Linked DNA regions of Mus musculus: region 2 is linked to region 1. Evidence: chromatin contacts called from public HiChIP or PLAC-seq data. All regions are on one chromosome and are shown on one strand. Each heading gives the region's core, a stretch centred on a gene start, on an enhancer-like site or on the middle of the called end of the contact. The rest is flanking DNA. Distances are from core to core; before and after follow the strand shown.

What was found. HiChIP or PLAC-seq counts read pairs in DNA pulled down with a chosen protein or histone mark.
Region 2: an H3K27ac HiChIP or PLAC-seq map of regulatory T cells shows a contact between it and region 1, with 5 times the contacts expected there. The contact joins two enhancer-like sites. A contact is called at or near these places in 5 of 39 promoter capture datasets (3T3-L1-derived adipocytes, cranial neural crest, erythroid cells and 2 more), 5 of 15 datasets of contacts at CTCF or cohesin (CD8 T cells, embryonic stem cells, large pre-B cells and 1 more), 4 of 484 Hi-C or Micro-C datasets (bone marrow-derived macrophages and embryonic stem cells), 8 of 115 datasets of contacts at active chromatin or transcription factors (CD8 T cells, the HPC-7 cell line, bone marrow-derived macrophages and 4 more) and 3 of 9 other capture datasets (adipose tissue, macrophages and pancreatic islet).

Annotation. Positions count from the first base shown.
Region 1 is chr1:171,825,317-171,832,276 of GRCm38.p6, reverse strand. No RefSeq gene overlaps it. Among named protein-coding and RNA genes, the nearest start is that of Cd84, 11 kb to the left of the region's middle. Within about 2 kb of position 4,401, at least 23 of the 459 cell types and tissues checked have an H3K27ac peak or open chromatin away from gene starts, as enhancers often do. A contact at or near this core is called in CD8 T cells and regulatory T cells, where this site is marked.
Region 2 is chr1:171,963,221-171,970,180 of GRCm38.p6, reverse strand. No RefSeq gene overlaps it. Among named protein-coding and RNA genes, the nearest start is that of Gm37065, 47 kb to the right of the region's middle. Within about 2 kb of position 3,595, at least 28 of the 459 cell types and tissues checked have an H3K27ac peak or open chromatin away from gene starts, as enhancers often do. A contact at or near this core is called in CD8 T cells and regulatory T cells, where this site is marked.

The sequences.
Region 1 (6,960 bases), core at 3,152-5,651:
CATGGTGGCAAAACTGCCCCTGCACGTGTGCAGATTATGTTTACCACTTAGAACACAGCTGTCAGCACCATCTTATAATGGCAAATGTGAGGGCGGCTCCCAGCATCTCCCCCTTTTCTTTTAATAAGAGCAATAGGCCACCCATATTAATGAGAGTGGAGATAGAGGTCAAATCCCCAGTGTGCAGGTAAAGGAGCCATGTACAGGATTAGCTCTTAGGCTCACAGGCTTTTACCCAGAGCAACCCTGACCTGCTCCCCGTGTCGTTTTACCTGGGGGAAGGGAACTAGGACACTGAACCTTCATGAAAGATGACATGTCTCCCTAGAATAGGCTCATATATGCCGCAGAGCCCTTCTACTGCAGTGCTTAGCCGTGCAACTCTCTCAGGCTGCTGAAGCACACTCACTCTATCCCGTGCAATGAGACTAGCCTCGTGGGGTGCAAGAGCTGAATGGCCAGCGACCTATTGCTTAAGCATAGATATATCAGGGGAAGCACCATGTTCTAGAGCTGCAAGTGCCTGGGCAATAACCACCTTGTCTCTCCTAGTTTGGGCCTTAAGCTTACAGACCAACCAGAGAAGCAACACTAATCCACAGCAAAGTGTATCTCCAAATAATCCCACCCATACCCATTTTTTAAAGAAGGAAAATGCTGAGGAGATCCAATTGGGTAATCCTTTGATCAGGGACAGGTCCAAGTGCGTGGAGTTGACCTGAATGATGGCAATTCTCAATTCCCGAAGTGTCTGTTCAAATTCAGCCGTCCAATTCTGTAACATATACTGAGAAAGACTTTTTAACAAATTAGCTGCCCTAGTAAATTTCTCATACTGAATGGAAGTAACGCATAATGAGAGGTCCCCCAAGCTCCCAACAAACCCTAAGCCAGTCTTGTAAACCTTTGTTCTTTCTTGGGGCTATGGCCGCTCTGCATTCCTGCGTGGCTTGCTCATAAATGAGCTATTCTACCAGAGGTGCGGCTTGCTCTGAATCTCCAAAAATACGCTCTGCTGCCTCTGTCATTCTGGCCACAAAATCTGAGAAGGACTCCTGAGGTCCCTGGACGATCTTTGTTAGTTGTCCAGTGGCTTCACCTGCTTGGGAGAGCGCCTTCCAGGCCCTAATAGCCTTTTCATCTGATTCAGAACTATTAAGAACTGGCTCCTTGAGCTCACCTAGTGATGAGTATAGGCTCCTTCTCCTAGAAACCTCCGCTAATTGATCTTTTTTCTTTTCTTTTTCCTTCTCCTTCCTTCCAATCTCTCCCCAGGTATTCTTACCTGACCTAAACTTTTCCTCAGGTTCAAGACCCTTGGAAAGGCCTGTATACTTATTTTTTGCGCCATATTTCCTCTTTGCTCCTACTCTCTCTCCCCGCTTTACTTCTGATAGATTGCCCTGAATTTCATCCAGAATTTTCAGCCCTGCCTTAACCACTTGATAACATGTGAAAAGGAACAAAAAGGCTCCTAACACTAGAGAAAGTTCAAGGCCAAACATACCTTGTAAAGCTATTTCCCACTTTACTTCTGATAGACTGTCTTGAATTTCATTAGAAAGTTCAAGGCCAGACATACCTTGTAAAGCTATACTTACAGGTACCCTGTTCCCCAGCTGAAGAGTTCTGAATTCACGCAGTTGAATCCTTCTCAACAGTCTGTTTTACGGGAACACTTTATTACCACCATTCCCCAGCTGAAGAGTTCTGAATTCACGCAGTTGAATCCTTCTCAACAGTCTGTTTTACGGGAACACTTCATTACCATGACCCGCAGTTCTGGTTCCGGAATGAGGGATCTTCCTTGCGCCGGTGATGGTAACCGTCCCAGGTCTTCTCGTCCCGGGTCTTCTCATCCCAGGTCTTCTCGTCCCAGGTCTTCTCGTCCCAGGTCTTCTCGTCCCAGGTCTTCTCGTCCCGTCCCGGGTTTTCTCGTCCCGTCCCGGGTCTTCTTGTCCCGGGTTTTTTCGTCCCGGGTTCTTTCTTCCCGGATTTCGGCACCAACTCTTACCCGCGTTCTCGCGACCGGCCAGGAAAGACGCAGCAAACCAGAATCTTCTGCGGCAAAAGCTTTATTGCTTACATCTTTAGGAGCAAGAAGCAAGAGCCAGAGCAAGAGAGAGAAAGAAAAAGAACAAGAAAGCAAGAGAGAGAGAGAAAAAGCAAGAACAAGAGAGAGAGAAAAAGCAAGAACAAGAGAGAGAAAAAGCAAGAACAAGAGAGAGAAAAAGCAAGAACAAGAGAGAGAAAAAGCAAGAACAAGAGAGAGAAAAAGCAAGAACAAGAGAGAGAGAAAGCAAGAACAAGAGAGAGAAAAAGAACAAGAAAGCAAGAGAGAGAGAAAAAGAATGGCAAAACCCCGTCCCTTTTAAGGAGAATTATCCTCCGCCTAGGACGCATTACTCCCTGATTGGCTGCAGCCCATCGGCTCAGTTGTCATCACGAGAAAGGCAGAACACATGGCGGGAAAACTGCCCCTGCACGTGTGCAGATTATGTTTACCACTTAGAACACAGCTGTCAGCACCATCTTATAATGGCAAATGTGAGGGCGGCTCCCAACACCAACCCATGTAGGATACCTTTAGAATAAACAGATTGAAACAAACTGTTGTTTTGCTGCCTTTGAGGGGGGATTTCTCTTATTTATTTTGTCAGCTACTCAGTGGTTAGCATTAGAAACAAAACAAAATTAAAAACAAACAAACAAAACAAACTCATGTAATAATAACTTTTAACAAAGGGTAAACAGGTTCTCACAAACTGCAGCAGTTCATTTGCATCACCAGTTGATATCAAGGGTTAGCGACCAAGGTAAAATGTTAGCAAGCTCCAGGACAGAATGGAGATGGGTCCCATCCTCCCTTGGGTTTCCTTATTCTGCAGCACTCTATGGGGCTCTCATGCATTTCCCCATCCTCAGGGACTTGGTGGGGCCTAGGTCACATCCAAGGCAGAGCAGTTGGGTTCCCCTGCCACAGCTGTGCCTGATGGTTCTGATAGGCTTTTGGTCATAACTTAGCCATGGCCACACTCATTATCTCTCTACCACCCACAACACAAATCTTGCAGAATTGTCTTCAGGTGACATGAAAAGACCCTTTTCTTTGTTCTCTATTCACTCTAGATTAGCACTTCATAAACCTAACTTACATGGCAGTCTAAGTCCTTTAGATCCACCAAACCCTCTCCTAGCTCATAAACATCCATGTTCCAAATTGGGCTCGTCAAGGCTACTGAAGTGCCATGGTAGTCCCGCGGTCTCTGGGAACCACCATTCTCAGTTCTCTGGTGGACAGTCATATACTGGGCATCATGCACATGATTAATTTCCTTCTTATCACTTACCCCAATGTACCCTCTCCTCTGTCTGACTCTTCCTGAGGTTCCAAGGATCCCAGGATGGACTCTTTGGACATCCAAACCCAGGTCCTCATGTTTTCAGGACATACATCTTACTGAGCTCTCTCCCAAGGTCAATTTCTGCTTTTACTGAGATAAAAAAAAGGCAAAATTATATTTATTATTCTTCATATATTATGGTATATGTAGACATCTATCTGTACACCAAAAACAATTATTTCTGGTACATGGTCACAGAATTTCACTAGTGTTCTACTTCTGTCATCTCTAGTACACATTCAATGCAAATTATTATAAATAATATATAATTTTATCTTATTTTAGTTTGTTTTCTTGTAAACTAATTTCCTAGAAACGTTTTCAAGTTCTCACTTTATGGTGTTTAAAAATCACTGGAACAATAAAGGACTCTTCTTGGTATTTTTCTCTGAGACAGTAATCTCTCTGTAAGGACTAAGATGCTAAAGACTCTAAGGTCTACAAAATGGGAGGTGCTTTGTGTCTTATTCTGGTTTCTTCTAAAGTATTTTGTTATAATGATTTATCATAAACTGAATGACTTCTAAATAGTAAATATATAAATATACTCATCATAGTTTTCAAGGCCAGAAAACTGAAGAACAAGTTTCTGGCTTATTCAGGATCTGGTCAGAATCTCCTTCCTTGTAAAAGTTTCCTATTACTGTGGAAGAATCATGTCAGAAGAGTAAAAGGTTCTGTCATTGTGGAAGAATTATGTCAAAAGAAAAAGGCAACTCTCCTGAACACACACACACACACACACACACACACACACACACACACACACCCCACATTCATTTTATTTTATTTTGTATATGTGTGTTTTGTCTGAGTGTGTGTCTATGCATTTTTGTCTGGTGTCAGTGGAGATTAAAAAATGGTGTCAGATTCAATGAAAGCAGAAATACAGATGGTTGTTTCCTGGATTGGAACTTGAGTCATCTGAAAAAGTACCAGCCAGTTAACCACTTAGTCATCTCTCTAGCCTCTCCAGGGTCACAAGTCTCCATGAAGAATGGTAATTTGCCTCCCTCTAGTGACTTAACTGCCTTCTAAGGCCTTACACAATACCATCATCTTGGAGGTCAGGAGTTCAACAGCAATTTTAAGGAAGCATAAGTATTCACATCATAACTTTCTGAACTCTATATAGCTATATAAAACATGCAGACCAAAATTTCTGATTCTATATTAATACTACACTCAAAATACATTTCTTATAAAGCTATTTCTATGATAAAATATTTATCAAATAAATTGTGCTTCAATGTCATTCCTTGGGTAACTTTGGCAAACATATATGTCACAAAATCTCAAACTTTATTAATTTAATTCTTATGGAATACAAGATTTTGACTTGTAAATTCTTTACAGATATCAAAAGATACAGAATAGCTTAAGTTTTAAAATCTGAGAGAGATGACAACACTTGATAGGCCTCAGTGTTTCCTGTCTTCACATGAATGAAACAAAAAGAGAGAGAGATAATTTGAAGCTGGTTTTAAAGCCTCCAGAGCTATGGATATAACAGTACACCATGACCTATAACTCCACGCGCCAACAACCAGCAGCCATTGCCCCACTGTATTGGGCCTGGAGAGAAAAGACTGAGTCTATGCATAGGGTGAACATTGAACTGGGGGGAGGGGCGGCAGGGAAGAGAGGGTAAAAAGAATAACTGAAGCTGTAGAGTGTGCAGAGAAAGCTGGACATAAGACATGGAGCACAGCACAGAGTTTTTTCTCAACAGGACAGGAACAGGTGGGAGGCAAGGGAGCCAGCGTGAGAAATGGGAAGACACAAGTTACAAATTTAGTTTTAAAGGCTTTATTTAGCTTTATTCGTGGTCCTGGATCCAGGAAAACTTTTATTCCAGAAACCAGAGTAAGTGTTCCAACGAGCTGAGCATAAGTAGCTGGCTTTCTGGACAGAGCATCCCTGAGGGAGGCAGACTCGAGGAACAAGGAGTAGATTTGTGCCTCAGCCTTGGTTCTAAAGTTGCTTTCCCTAAAAGCTAGGGCCAGGAGGCAGAGCAACAGCAAGATAACTGGTGAGTACTGGGTTGCTTTACATTATTCATTTTTCTGTTTTCCTACATAATAACTTTATTACCATGCCAACTGACCCTAGCTTGTCAGGGCTGGGGGCCATAACTCAGTGGTGGGGACTGCCTGGCATGTGAGAGTTTGATCTCTAGCAACACCAAACCCGACAGTCCAGAACAAGAATTACCACACAAAACAACCTAAAGTGATCCATTTGGAAAATGTAGCTGTTATTTCTCTCTCTTCTGATTTCTGAAACCAGGTAATAAGTTAGTCAGTTACAGAGCTTGGTACAAGTGACTCCATTTTTAAACCCTAGTTTGGCCTGTCAGGGGCTAGGATTGGGAACTTAATTCCAAACAATAGTGCCATATTGTGAAATCATTGCTCATTTCTACTTCTGGGAAAGCCTTCCATGGTTAGCTCTCCCTTAACTAATTTGCCAGACTGTGTGAAATACCACACCCAAGTGGTGAGATTGGGAACTGAAAAGGAAGAGCTAGCTCTGCCATTACCTCTCAGATCTGAAAAAAGAGATATTTGCTAGTAGGTTGATCAAAGGCTCAGGAGGGCCACACCCAAAGAAATGGGTTAAAAAAAAGGTTTATTAACTTTTACTTAAATTGAAACTCAACCTGACAAAGTTGAATTCCTAACTACACTGAAGTGATCAGTGCCTTACCACATCTGCCTGACAGAAAAAGGAAGCAGGTTGTCGCATAAAACAGATACAACTGGAAGCCTTGGCTTCCTCTATTACAGTGCATTCAATTAAAAAATACTGTGTGTGTGTATATATATATGTATATATATATATATACATGTATATATATATACACACATACGTGTGTATGTTATATATTCACAAATGTATATATAGTATATATACACAAATGTATATACATATGGTATATATACACAAATGTGTACACATATGGTATATATACAGTAATATAGATACAAAAAAATGACTGATCAGAGTGACTGTTGACAGCCTGGTCTGGCCACAATCAAAGCATTTGAATCCCTCCAAGGCTCAGAAACATCACAGAAGAAGGGGTAGGAAGACCATGAGAATGGGAAGGAGCAAGGGGAGGAGAAAGGCAGGGCTGCTGCATATTTGAACTCACAGCAACTTTGATTCTCTGCATGAGTTGTGTCTTATTTTTAGGTGACCGAGTCCGTGATACAGAACCCTTGTTTTCAGTTTCGTACCTCTGACCCCTGGTGGTGGGGAAGGAGATGCTGATGCTCTTCTTGCTTACTTGCATCCCATTTTCCACTTCAGTGCCTGTCAGTGTGCTATCCCAGAAGCAGGAAGGGCTCCGAAGGCTCCAACTCTCCCTGAAGCCTTAGATGCCCATAATAGCTGAGGGTAGAGGGAGAGAGCGTTTCTTGAGTGGTGTTTCCAATCCGTGTTCCTGCACATCTTAGTTAAACTCTTAGGGACACACACACAAAAAGGTTGGAAAGTAGAAGTGGGGTTCAGTTGGGAAGAGAAAGTGAGACATGAAAGAGTAACTAGCAGT
Region 2 (6,960 bases), core at 2,346-4,845, 140 kb before region 1:
TTGTTTGTTTCAGGGAAACCTAAGGGTCTCCATAAAAATTCAGAATCCTAATTTATATCATTACCAACTTCTTTCTAAAGTTAGGCAACCACTTGGCTTCTCTAAGCTAAGAGGCCAGGCTAGCTTCTACAGAACTCTATGGATGAAGAAATTTAATTTACCTGACCAATTATCCAGAAATATATTATGGGAAAGCCCACTGGTTTAAATTATTTCTTGAAGTAGCAACAAATGTCTCAAATCCCCCAAATCCCTCTTTACAGCATTGATACCTGAACCTAAAATATGCTGGATAAGGTCTCTACCACTCAGCTATATTCTAGCCTTCCCCCTCTTCTTCTTCTTCTTCTTCTTTTTTTTTTTTTTTCCAAACAGGGTTTCTATGTGAGGCCCTGGCTGTCCTGGAACTCGTTGGGTAGACCAGGCTGGCCTTGGACTCAGAGATGCCCCTGCCTCAGTCTCTTGAGTACTAGGAGTGGGCCATCACTGCTCTGCCGTCCGCCTTTGTGGTACAGCGTTCTGCCTTTCCTCTGGTGCCCTGAGTAGACTGTACACTGGCTCAGAGAAGGCTGAGAAAAGTCCAGAACACCGAGTCCGAAGCTTGTGTTTCCTCTGGGGTGTCAAAAGTCAAGGTACACCAAACTGAGGAGGATAAAGCCTCTGGGACGGTGGTTCCACAGGTCTCTGGTCCAGCTAGGAATGCTGGGAGTGTTACAGCTCTTAAAGGGGAAATAAAGAAACTTGGGCAGCCTTTGAAGGGCAGGAAGCTGGGGTCAGGGTCCTACAGTGTTGTAATGGTGTCAGCAGCTATATCAACAGCCTGCACTCCGAGGAGAGCCTGGCCGGGCAGGTAGGTCCAAGATCCAACGACAAGTGCTTCAGAGTACAGGGCCTTCCCCCAAGAGTTACAGCTCACTAATGACAGGCACTCTCAGATGATCCTTGGTGAAATAACTTGTATGCTTTATTACATGTGGATAGCAATTATATGAACCTTGGGGAGTGGGATGGGATTGGGGGGGGGGTAAATGTTTTCTCTTGGTTGAGGTGAAAATGTTGGTGATGATCTGTTTGCATGGGGAAGGGCTCCAGGCGTTGCATTAAGTGACTTTCTGTGGTCCTCTCAGTTGGAGGTAGTGGTTCCATGATCCAGCGCAGGCGCAGAGACAGGTAGAGAGTGGCTCCACTCTTGCGGTTCTCAAATCTCTGAGATTCCTGGGGTTTGAGCATCCTCCACTTCAACAGTTCTTATGCCTGTCTGGTGGCACAGTACACTTACCTACACTCCTTCTATTAATAAGAGCTCACATAGCCCAGACTGTCCTCTGACTTGCTATGTTAGCCTCTCTCTCTATGTACAGGCTGCTGACCCTGAACCCCTAATCCTGTTTTTTTCTACTTCCCAAATGCTATGACTGTAGGTGTGTACAACCACACAATGTGAGACATTTTTCTGGTATTGAACTATTGATCTGTCTTCAAGAAAATATTTCAGTAAAACACTCACAATGAAAGACGTAACCTGAAGACAAAGATTTTTAGGAACCACATAGTCAGAGGAAAATTTTCTTGAAAAAAGTTTTATTTTGTTTGCATGGGTGTTTTGTCTGTATATATGTCTGTGCACCATGTGTGTGCAGTGCCTGTAGAGACCAGGAGAGGGCATCTGATCCCCTGCAACTGGATTTACATAGTTGTGTGAGTGGTGGGAATCAAACTCCAGTCTTCTGGAAGAGTAGCCAGTGCCCTGCTGAGTCACCTCTCTAGCCCCTCCCCTGGTTTCTCCTCCTCCAACTAAGTTACTCCAAACCCTCCAGTAATTGACTGTAGCCAATTTTATTTAACCAATAGTTTTAAATCAAGGAACAAGGTTTGTACAACAAAAACTTGTAAACATGAAAAGTCTCACATAGGCCTAGACCTTCGGGGATAGAATTTAGCATTATAATACATAGCAACAGACCAAACCTCAGCAAGAGAGGTCAAGTGGTTGGTTTGAGATCACACAGAGAGATGGCTCAGTGGTTAAGAACGCTGACTGCTCTTCCAGGGGTCCTGAGTTCAATTCCCAGCAACCACATGGTGGCTCACAACCATCTGTAATGGGGTCTGATTCCCTCTTCTGGTGTGTCTGAAGAGAGCAATGGTGTACTCACATACATAAAATAAATAAATAAATCTCTGAGAGGGAGAGAGAGAGGGAGAGGGAGAGGGAGAGGGAGAGGGAGAGGGAGAGGGAGAGGGAGAGGGAGGAGAGGGAGAGGGAGAGAGAGGGAGGCGAGGGAGAGGGAGGAGAGGGAGAGGGAGAGCACATGGATAGTAACTGGCAGGAACAGAGCCTGAATCCAGGTCCCCCTGATTTCAAAGTTTGATCTCTTTTTCTCTTGATAACCATAGATAAATTCTTATGGAGTCCTGGATCTGGGGTTTTGGATTCATATCCTGCATTGGCATGAACAATCTTATACTGGAGCTCCCGACTCAGTGTTATGTCTTACCCATTCACCACTGTGTTTAAGTTTTCCATTTTGTAAGCTGTGGAACATTAGACCAATACTTAAAAAAAAAATCCACTCTACAGAGAATTGCATTGGTGAGGAGGTTCGTGAATGGGTGGGTAGGAAAAAAAAACATTAGAAGAAGAACTAACCTTTATTGAGCATCTTGCATTATGTGTCAGGTAAGCTCTGTGATAGGTTATTTACATATAATACTTAATTTATTCAGAGTTAATCATTTATGCAGCTCATAGAGCATAGTAATGGGCCAATTAGGATGACACTAGCCACTAAGTGTCCTAACAGTAGAGCTATGCTGATCAGGATTGCTGGGATAGGCCAAGTGCCTTACCCAAGGCTGGTCAGTGGGGAAGGCCAGCATTTACTCTTAGAACCATCACACAACTGACTCTGCCCTCTTCTGATTACTTGACCACGTTAGACAGGGTAGCCACACAAAGGCCAGCTGCCATTGCCAGAGGCAAATGTGCTGATATCACCTGGATAAGGAGAAACAAGGCTAAGAAGTTTCATCTCTATGGTTACTCTCCCTCCCTCCCATTCCCTCTCTCTCCCCTCCTTCCCTCCATCATTCCCTCCCTCCCTCCCTTCCTTCCTCCCTTTCTTTTTATTTTAAGGTCTAAGTGTTTTGTCTGAATGTATGTCTGTGTACCATGTGTGCCTGGTGCCCTTGAAAGTCAGAAGAAGACATTGGATCCGCTAGAACTGGAACTAGAGGTGCTTATGAGCCAACATGTGGACGCTGGGAATTGAACCCAGGTCCCCTGGAAGAGGAGCCAGCGTTCTTCACCACTGAGCTGGTTGCTCCATTTCTCCACAGTTACCCTTTCAAAAGACTTCTGGTTTTTCTCTTTGGAAAAAAAAAATCTTTATTTCTCATGCTTCTAGTAAACCAACTTGGAGTCCAATTAGAAGCCTCAACATCTTTTGTTCAAAGCTCTAATTCCTGCCAGAGGTGTTGACAAACACCTTTAATCTCAGCATTTGAGAGGCAGAGGCAGAGGTAGTTCTAGGAAGGCCAGGACTTAGAAAGAGACCCTGTCTCAAAGCAAAACAAACGGAAAAACCCTTTGCTTCCTGTTTTTGAGATAGCGTCCCTCATCCTTGTCTTAGCGCCTTTAAATCTACAAAACAACACACAAGTAAGAAAGAGGGGTAAAAGAAAGAAGGCCAAGAAGAGGGTAGGAGAGATGGAAAGAAGGAATCAGAGAAAGGAATGGGGAGAGAGTTGCGGTGGGGAGGAGAGCATGCACACATGAGCTGGGGTGGGTCTGGAGCTTGTATCTACCTGTTTAATCTAGACAGTGACTGGAAAGTTTGCAAATTCAGAAGTCATTTCTGGCTTCCTAACAGTTTTCAACATCAAAGGTTTTAGGAGGCCTGGACAGATTCACTCAACACTTGAGCTGTGAAAATCATGAGGGGACGGACGGAGGTGAGGGTGAGAGGTAGGTGTGATAATTGCTTCAGGAACAACCAAGGGCACACAGGAAGGAAGCTGTCACAAAGGAGGGAAAGGGATGGCTCACTCACTTTCCTTAACCCCCTCACCTAGAAGATTGTTTCCATTAGCTTCCCTTTCATAAGTCCCTCTGTGATGGAGCATCCTCACCTTTTCCAAGGACACCATCCACTTCCTGACTTCCGTTTCATTTTGACTCCTCGTGAGCCATCTTCCTTCTGGGTGCTATGTTTGGTACTTATTGTTATTGATGAAAACTGTGGGCGAGCCGATGATTTGTTCGCAGGTCATTTAGAAACTGATCCTACTTGCTGAACTCTGAGAACAAAAAGGCTCTTGGTCTTAGGAAAGTCTCAGTGCGGCTGCTTTTGTTCTGAAATGGAAACAGTTGTTTAGTAAAGCGTTGAAAATCCTTGTGAATTACAGAGTAATGAGTATGTTTTAGTTTTCCAAGGTGGGTAAGGTGCTAGTTTAAAAGAGAAAAAAAGGATAAAGACTTTGGTTCATAGCAGTGGCCAATTTCTGTGGAAGCGTTTGTACCATGTCCACCAGATATAGTATTTCATTGTAAGGCAAGCAGATATAAAGAACTTCAAGACCAACAGTAGGCTTCAAGGAAGAATGATTTTAGGGGCCTGGGAGGGTGATACTTGGTAAGAATAACCCTGTGTAGGAATGACTAAGGAACTCTGAATATAGTGACTCAAAGCATGTAATATTAATGTTTTCTATTATTTTGAAAATATATTAATTTTTATATGTGTATGAAGGCCCATACATTGATGGTGAGGGTCTTCCTTTCTCAGTTATCTCTCTCTTTTTTGTTTTATGTTTTTGTTTATTTTTGAGATGGGGTTTCTCCCTGGGTCTGGGGCTCATTAATTGACTAGACAGACTAGCCAGCAAGCACTGGGTATTTGTCACTCCTCCGATCACAGCACTAGAGTCACAGATGCAGGTGTGTTCTATCATGCCTGGATGCCGGGGCTGTGAGCTCACGTCCTCATGCTTGTCGACAAGCATTCTCCACACCCTGGTGCATCCTATTCTGTATGGTGCCTTAGAGTCCTGCCTTGTCCTGAAGTCTTCAAGAGAAAGTGAGACAGACTCGCAGACTTGTATTGGTGGTCCTGGGGGGGGGGGACAGAGCCCATGTTTGAGATGGAGCAGCATGGTGAGAACACCCGGAGGAGGTGAGATGACCACAGGGATGGGAAAGTCTGTAGGCACTGAAACATGGAGAGCACACAAGGTGAACGTAAGCTCTGTCTCCTCTGCAAAGCTTCAGAAATGCAGAGTCTCAGTGGAGTACTCAAGGCCTGAGGATATTTTATTTAGATGTTACATGAAATGGATGACCTTAAAAGGAAAAGGACATGGAAGCATTTGGTTGATATATTTAAGAAATATTTTTATCAATGTGGCTTATCCAGACAAGTGTAACACAAGAGAGATCTGGGTCATTATTGTCCTTGGGTACTAGGGGTTGGTCCTCTCCTTCCACCACATGGGTTCTAGGGATGGAACTCAGGCCATCTAGCTTGATGGAAGGTGGCTTTATCTTTTGAGCCACCTTACCTGTCCTGTCATTATTAGATAAATGAAACCTTATGCTAATTTGGAAGTGTATATATATATATATATACACTTGCCACCTTCCCATTCTGATTCCCTTCTGGACTGTAAGGATGGCATGGGGTGCGTATGGAAAGTATGACCCAAAAGCTATGGCAAGACAGTTATTGCATAGACATCTTCAGACTTCGAGAAATGGTAAGAAGAGTTTAGCTACTGAAAAGGCTACCATTATCTGGAAGCTCTGTAGGAGAGGTTCTTGGACTCTCTCGGCTTCCTGTTCACAGAGAATCAGTGGTAATAGTGTTCTTAGAACATAGCAAAAATAAAATGGCTGGTTAGAAGGCACTGGGTTATGAGAGGTTCTTATAAAGTAAGTAATTAGTATTCTCTTGATAGGGGAGGATCTTCTAGAGAAACCCGATAAAGTAGTGTAATTAATAGCCTTGGTGACAAACATGATTCACCAGGACATGGTGAAATGGTGGTCCATTGAAGGTTTTTATGAAATGTTTACTACAGAAAGAAATTGCTTGAAGAGGTTCTGAGTAACAATGGATGAATCAGTCATGTTGTTCCTTAAGGGCACTGTCTAAAAGCACTTTTCTATTTGAGTCCTAAAACATCCCTGTAACCACTCTCCTAATTTCCCATGTTTGTATATGTGATTATATTTGGTATAAACTAAAAATGTCTCTGTGTTACATCTCTAGCTATAGTTTCCGTTTCATGCTCTGTTCTCACCTCAGTCTCAATTTATTTACAACCAAAACACCGTTTCTCTGAAGTCTGCTTCCTGTTCATAATTCTGAGCCTCCGTTGTTTTAATCACAGCTCTCAAGCGAGATGCCATATATTAATCTTCAAAAGCTTTCCTCTTCTCATGCAGGCTTTAAAGTCACGCTGACAGTTCGTTGGTTGCTCTGCCTTTGTGTTTTCTTCTCTTGTTCCACTCCCAAACCTTGGTGACTGCCTAATCTTACTTTTTGGGTTTTGAGTCCTATAGACATCTAATTTAAACATGATCTCTCTCTCTCTCTCTCTCTCTCTCTCTCTCTCTTTCTCTCTCTCTCCACACACATACACACACATATATGTATGTACACACACACACACACACACACACACACACACACATATATGTATGTATACACACACACACACACACATTAAAACAATGTACCAGTATGTAGCCTCAGATGGCATGGAAGTCATGGAGCCCAGTTTCATGATTCACATGACTTTAAATTCACAACCCTTTTGCCTCAGTGTAAGTGAGGCAATCGCAGGTGTACATGAACACAGCTAGCTATTTGTATTTTTGTGCCTGTGATAGCCCACTCGACTCAAAATATCATCTGTACTGTGGCATGTGAACAAAATCCCTTTTATTAGGGCTGAGTA